2 separate regions of the Sus scrofa genome follow, and region 2 is linked to region 1. A link is a contact called in public Hi-C data. All regions are on one chromosome and are shown on one strand. Each heading gives the region's core, a stretch centred on a gene start, on an enhancer-like site or on the middle of the called end of the contact. The rest is flanking DNA. Distances are from core to core; before and after follow the strand shown. Region 1 holds the start of NOVA1 (RNA-binding protein Nova-1). Region 2 has its middle 740 kb from the start of STXBP6.

Region 1 (3,196 bases), core at 359-2,858:
TACTAAAGCCTTTTTCACGTTGAAGTGCTGCTGTAGAAAGTATAGTGAAGGAGCATCTTTGTTACAGAAATCTAGTGAATATGTTTATACATTTTTACATCTTATAGTAGATAGCCATGTACATTATCTCATTTGATTCAAAAATTGTTAGAGGTAGACCTGAAATCCTTTTTTTAAGTGGGAGGGAACCTTTACTACAGTATTCAGGAGGACAGACTTTGGAATCAGGAAAACCTCAGTTTGAATTATTACTATAGTTTTTTCACTATTGTGACTTTGGGGGAAATCATTAATATACCTAAACTAAAACTGCCTCATAAAATGGGATAGTAATAACTACATGACATAGTGCAAGTAAAGAGCACCACATGTGAAGTGGATTGCAGTGGCACATGGTAAGCACTTACTACACAGCAACATGTTAAGGGATTGCTCAAGACACTTTTAGAATATGCCCGCAAGGACTTGAAACCAAGATTCTGGACGCCGAAGCTCATGCTTTTCCACTATCTCTGCTTCCTAGCACAGAGATTTAATTAAACTACCAACTTGATGTATGACCTTGAGCAAAATACTTCACTGAGTCAGTTTACTCATCTGTAGACGGAATCTTTTCAGACTTTCAGCGTCTATTCCAGATACATTAATTGTTTTTTCTGTAGTGTTCTGAGTTGCGGTTCAGGCTCGTTATATATCGAAGATCTGTATAATCATAAACTGTGCACATTACAATGAATTTTATTCCTATATTCATAATTCGTTCAGTATATAGTTTTGGATACACACTCAGCTGTTGCCTGTCCGCCTCTCGGCGCCTTGTGAAGGGGAAATCCGTACCTAGCTGTATTTATTTATATCCTGGCTTGTTTCCGAAAGGATTTAAGGCGGCGACTAATACTTTTAAGTTCTCTGACGAAGTCACAAAGTGCGAGAAATACTCTTGATGAAATCACGCCGTACAAAACAGCCCTTGTGTGAGATGCTAAGTAATGTTTTTTAAACTCTTAAAAATAAAAACTAATGTACCTAGCTAGAAGTCCTGGAAGCATGAGGTCAAGGTTCTTCCCTCAGCCTTGACGCTGTCCCATACGTTGTCAACGGTCACTCGAATGCCCTTCTCAGACTAGCCAAAATTGTCGCTGCTCCAGTCCCGGCTGGACCGAGATCCCATCCCGCCCCTTCACTCTCTCTCATACCCAAGTTTTCTGATTGGGAAGGGGCCTGAAGAGCCTTTCTCAGGTTTCCATATTATTGGCTGGCACGGCTGTCAGTAATCTCTGCTTCCCGCCTTCCAGCCTAGCGCGCTTCTTGGACCCCCTCGGTTTCTGCGACAAGCCGCTTACGTTTGCCTGAGCCGTGTTGCCGGGGACAGGCGACCTTTCACCCCTCCCCTTCCCAAAGGAGCGCCCTGGCCCCCGTCCTCGCCCCCGCCGCCATCGCGCGCCCCCGCGCACGCGCTCAGTCCCCGCGCGCACACTCCCGCGCAGACACGCTCACTTTCCCCCTTTGGCGCCCCCCCCCTCCACTCCTCGCCGCCCGCCCGCCCCCGCAGGCTGAGGCTTCGGCGTCGGGAGGCGGCGGCGCTGCTGAGAGGCAGAGACCCGAGCGCGAAGTGTGTGGGAGTCTGCGAACTCAACCCCTCACTACCCTCCCCTCGTAGCCATCCCCCTCCCTCCCCGTTACCCCCCCTCCCCCAAAGCGGGAGAAATAATGAGCGAGACCGGGCGGCAGCAGCAGCAGCAGCGCCAAGCAGCCCAGGCAACGGCAGAACCGCTCTGGCAGCGGCGGCGGCGGCAGCACCAGCAGCGGGAGTGAGCGCAGCGCTAGCGCGGCGCGGGGACCGCCGCGCTCCTTCCCGGCTCTAGCCCTCCTCCGCCGCTCGCTCCTCTCTCCGCATCCACCTCCTTCCCCTCCTCCTGCTCATTCACTCTTTCCCTCACTCTCCCCTCCTCCTCAGCTTCTCCCCGCGCCCCGCCAGCCCTAGCGCTTTCCCACTCCCTCTGCCCGTCCTCCCCGCTCCCCTCCTCCCGCTCATTCACTCGCCCCTCTCCCTTCTCCACTCTCTCCCCCTCTCTCCTTTCTTCTCCTTCTTTCACCCTCCGTCTCTCACACCCCTCCATTCCCCTGTCTCCTTTCTGACACTGCACTGCAGCTGCTCCACAGCCCTGCCCCCTCCCCAGTGAGAACAAACCAGCAACATTGCTTTTTTTTCCTAAAGAGATTTCTATTGATCCGATTAAAAACAAAAACAAAAACAAACCAACCTTAAGAAACCCCAAAAGCAAAAAAAAAAAAAAAAAAAAAAAAAAAAAGAAAAAAAAGAAAAGAAAAGAAAAAGCCAAAACAAAAGGGAGAACCTTCTCCCGGTAGAAGCGGCAGGAACTGCAAACATGATGGCGGCAGCTCCCATCCAGCAGAACGGGACCCACACTGGGGTTCCCATAGACCTGGACCCGCCGGACTCGCGGAAAAGGCCGCTGGAAGCCCCCCCTGAAGCCGGCAGCACCAAGAGGACCAATACGGGCGGTGGGTATCGCTTCCACCTCCCCGCTGGCCCCATCCCCCGCCGCCCGCCCCTGCCTCCCTCCCTCCCGCCGTCCTCCCTCCCTCCCGCGGCCCGGACACCTCTAGCCCGAACCCGGCGGCTCCCGCGCCCTGCCTCGCGCCCCCTCCCCTGCACCTGCCCCGCACCTCGCCGTCCTCTACACATTTCCATTTCTGTGTTTATCATTCATCAAAATGGCGACCGGTTTTTCGGAATAGATCTATCTTTCCATTTAATCGGTCGAAAGGCTGTCCATTTAAATATCCTAGACCTGGGCAAGGGGGTCCGTTAAGGAGGAGGAGGATGACCCCGAGTGAGGTGATGGCCGCCCGAAGATGCGCGCTGCATTTAACAGTCTGATAAAATAAATAAATAAATGGCACTTGGGTAGCGGAGAGCAAATGACTGGGGCACCGGAGAGTTTTTCTCTTCATCCCCTTGCTTTGGGCCACAAGTAGTATGCAAAATCTTGATGAGTGCATGCTCTTACAGCACTTATATTGTCGGTGCAAATAGCTCATTGATTTGTCTTCAGGGGTGTGCATACGAGGGTGGGGGTGTCTGGTACTGTGACTTGTTAGTTAACATCCTGCGCTTCCTGGGAAGATGAGTTATAACGGAACCGGTATCGCTTCTTCATTTGCACTGGAG
Region 2 (3,196 bases), core at 488-2,987, 820 kb after region 1:
GGTTAAACTTAATCCCATCTTCTGTACCCCAAAAGCATTAGGAAACCATTTTACCATGTTATAGGTTCTACTTAGTATTTTAGAAGAGGGGGAAATTAAAATCCAGCAAGCCAAAGTCCCAAGTTATTAAAAAGATTAATCTGTTGTTTATCACTACATCTTCTATGCAGTTCACCTCCCTGTATGCTCATTAAAATGGTATAGCCACACAGACAAAGTGATTGTACAATAGTGCTTAAGTGTTAATGGAGCTTGTGTACTGACTTCCAGAAGGGTTGGGGTAGGTGCAGCAGTTTTTACATAACACTTGCTTATCACAACTTGCCAGATGATGCTAAAGGTAACATTATGGCAAGGTTCAAATTCATAGCCATTTTAATCATTTTCTAAACTAGAATAGAAAAATCATTCAGAGAAATTTTGTTTATCAAATCCCAGACTGTGAGGCAAAGCAGATAATTTCTTCCATGTTGAAAACATTGATGGAACAGGAAGACAGTTCTCATCATGCTAGTCCAAGCTGCCATTTTAAAACAAGAAAAAAGATGTGCTTTTTAATATTCCTTATTCTAAGTAGCCGTTTAATGGGGAAAATAACCTATGTACTAATGAGATTTTGAAAGTGAATATAAAGGCAAACACTGAATTTTCTCCAATAATCTTATTGCTTTGGCACAGGATCTGTAGCCATTTGAGTACCAAATGATCCCCTCGGGGAGAAACAATTTCTGTGGGTGCGACTGACTATTCTGGTATGTGTATCCACAGAGTGGGGGATAAAGTTAAGGAGGAAGATGGAGACAGTTCAGTTTAATTTTATCCAAAAGATCAGAGACTGGGAAAGGAAAAGAAGGAAGTAGAGGGAGGAAGGAGGACTACAAGAGCCAATGCTAATGACATTAAAGGCAGACTATCACCAGGAGAGCCTGTTGACTCCTCTCTGAAGAGGTGTCCAGCATGCATCATACCACTGTGCCCCAGACTATTGTAGTCATTTGCCACTGCTTTCATATGGCCTAACAGGATTAGGAGCTCATCAGCTAAATTCCAGGTCTGTTTTCTGGAGGTTGGAATGTGACTCACCATCTAAAAAAATGCATATTTTATGTAGGCTCTCCTCTGTGTAAGAAACAATGGCTTTATGACTTTGAGTCTTTCGGTAATACATGTTGTGGAAATATAGCTAACAAGGCCTATCTGAAAGAGCTCTCTTCAGTATCCTTAAGCCACCAATAACCTCTGTACACTAAACATTCTGGTAAACTTCCCCTGGCAATGAATGTACCCTTAGCACATCTACCTTCCCTAGAAATTCTTTATGTAAAAGTTTATCAAAACAATTCATCATATCAGACAGTAAAAAGCTGAAAATTTATACCTATGATATACCTTTACCATTCTCAACTAACATAGAATAGTGTTTGCAAATGTGATTTTTAAAAATGGTTTGTTTGTTTCATGTACGTGTATTAAAAGTAAAGTTAAATGGAGTAATCAATCAAAAACTTTACCTGACATCTCCTGGCAAGTGATTATGCCAGCAGCTGGAAATTTGGTAGACATCTTTCTTTCCTAATTCCTTCAGTAGGAACATTTCAAAAGGTATAATGATTGGCTTTAAGGAATTTTGTGCTTATGAAAATCTAACCTGATTCTGCTTTATGCATTTAAAGTTTCTCTCCTGTCAGACTTTTTGCTGGCCCTGGAAGCTCTTGGAGGCTTTTGACTACCTAGTACTGCCCCCATGTGGGCCAAGAGTGTCACTATGACAAGGAGCTACCTGCTTTCCATTTTTGACATTGGCAGAGGGAAGTAAATAACATGATTTTTAATAGTTTTTTTGCTATACATCGGTCTAAATTTTCAGCTAAAATAGAACTGCTTTCCAGTCTCTGAATTAGTCAGAAAAAGCTACCAGGCTGGAGTGCCTGGAAATAAAGAATAGGGAAGAAGGGATAGGAAAATCTAGGCCAGTGTTCCCTCTCACCTGGGATTCTTGTTTTTCTCTGCCCAGAAGGTCAAATCTCATCTGAATCAGTATGCAGATCACAGACACAGCAACCACAGTTCCAGACTAGGGAATGTGCTAATTGGCTCACCCGCCCAAAGAACCGGAGTACCAGGCATCTGACACTGAGCCTCTGAGAGAAGCAGGGCTTAATGCAGGACAAAATGTTCTTGCACTGTCGCCTATCCTTGCTTCTAGCAAGCAGTCTGGCCATATGCAGTGGTGACTGGAGCACTTTCATAATTATTTCCCTCTTCGTAGACTAATGTGTACACTTGGGATTTTAGAATGTGATCTAATTCAGAAGAAATTGAAATTAAAGCCAGTATCCCTTCAGCCTTCTTTCCTCATACATTTCTCCTCTAGTGTTCCAAATAGTGCTCTAAATAGTGTAATGCACTCAAAAGGTAGGTCAGAAACTTGATGCAAGTAGTATTAACGCTCTTTAGATCTGTTCTTAGCATTGAGACTATGGTTAAAGCTATAGTCCCCTATAAGATGGTACAGTACAAGAAACAATCCCATTGGATACTGCATATAATTCCCTCTACTATTTGTCTCATGATTCCACCTCACAAACTGTTCAGTTGTTTTCTGAGATTGTATCTGGAAGAGATGAAGTGCATTAGAGAAGGAACGTAGAATTTCCTGGGAGACAGTGCCTGCCCAGTTCTAGGAAGCCATAATATCCTGGAGCTCTCTGCATTGGAAGCTGTCTTCCTGAATCATACAGGGTCTGTGGAGCTGATGCAATAGGAATAGGAACAAGCCATCAGTTGTGGATTAACTCTGATAACTTACCCTGGCTAATGAGGTGGAGGTTTTTCATGCTTCCACTGCCTAATGGCACTCATTAAATATACACTTATTAAATATTCAGATAATTGTGGTAGTCATAATAGTGGTAATGATAGCCACATGGTGACATGATGAAAAAGAAAGCATCCTTGAACTGAAAAATGTTTCATTTTGCCAAAGCAAGTCAGGAGAGCTTAGAGTACTGCTGTGATCCATGTGCAAAACACATAAAGACTATTTAGTTGTTCCATTGCTTTATAATGCTTTAAAAAAAAAAAACAAACTAAGAATAATTAGCTAGGAGATTTCCCGGGATCACCTGCATTGGCAAAAATACAGCCAATTCCCCGACAACATAGATAACTTTCTCTTGATTTGGATTTATATTTT

The links. Hi-C and Micro-C count contacts between places; a contact is called where the count stands out from the background.
Region 2: a Hi-C map of brain shows a contact between it and region 1, with 5 times the contacts expected there. The contact joins the enhancer-like site here to the promoter of NOVA1 in region 1. A contact is called at or near these places in 1 of 5 promoter capture datasets (liver), 5 of 47 Hi-C or Micro-C datasets (adipocytes, brain, embryonic fibroblasts and 1 more) and 1 of 2 datasets of contacts at active chromatin or transcription factors (skeletal muscle).

Annotation. Positions count from the first base shown.
Region 1 is chr7:72,803,530-72,806,725 of Sscrofa11.1, forward strand. NOVA1 (RNA-binding protein Nova-1) reads left to right here and starts at 1,609. Exons shown (of 5, transcript XM_021099190.1): 1 at 1,609-2,526. The coding sequence starts at 2,391. It overlaps LOC102166401 (a long non-coding RNA gene), which reads right to left and starts at 1,411. Exons shown (of 3, transcript XR_001305691.2): 1 at 1,027-1,411.
Region 2 is chr7:73,621,569-73,624,764 of Sscrofa11.1, forward strand. No RefSeq gene overlaps it. Among named protein-coding and RNA genes, the nearest start is that of STXBP6, 740 kb to the right of the region's middle. Within about 2 kb of position 1,738, at least 8 of the 83 cell types and tissues checked have an H3K27ac peak or open chromatin away from gene starts, as enhancers often do. A contact at or near this core is called in brain, where this site is marked.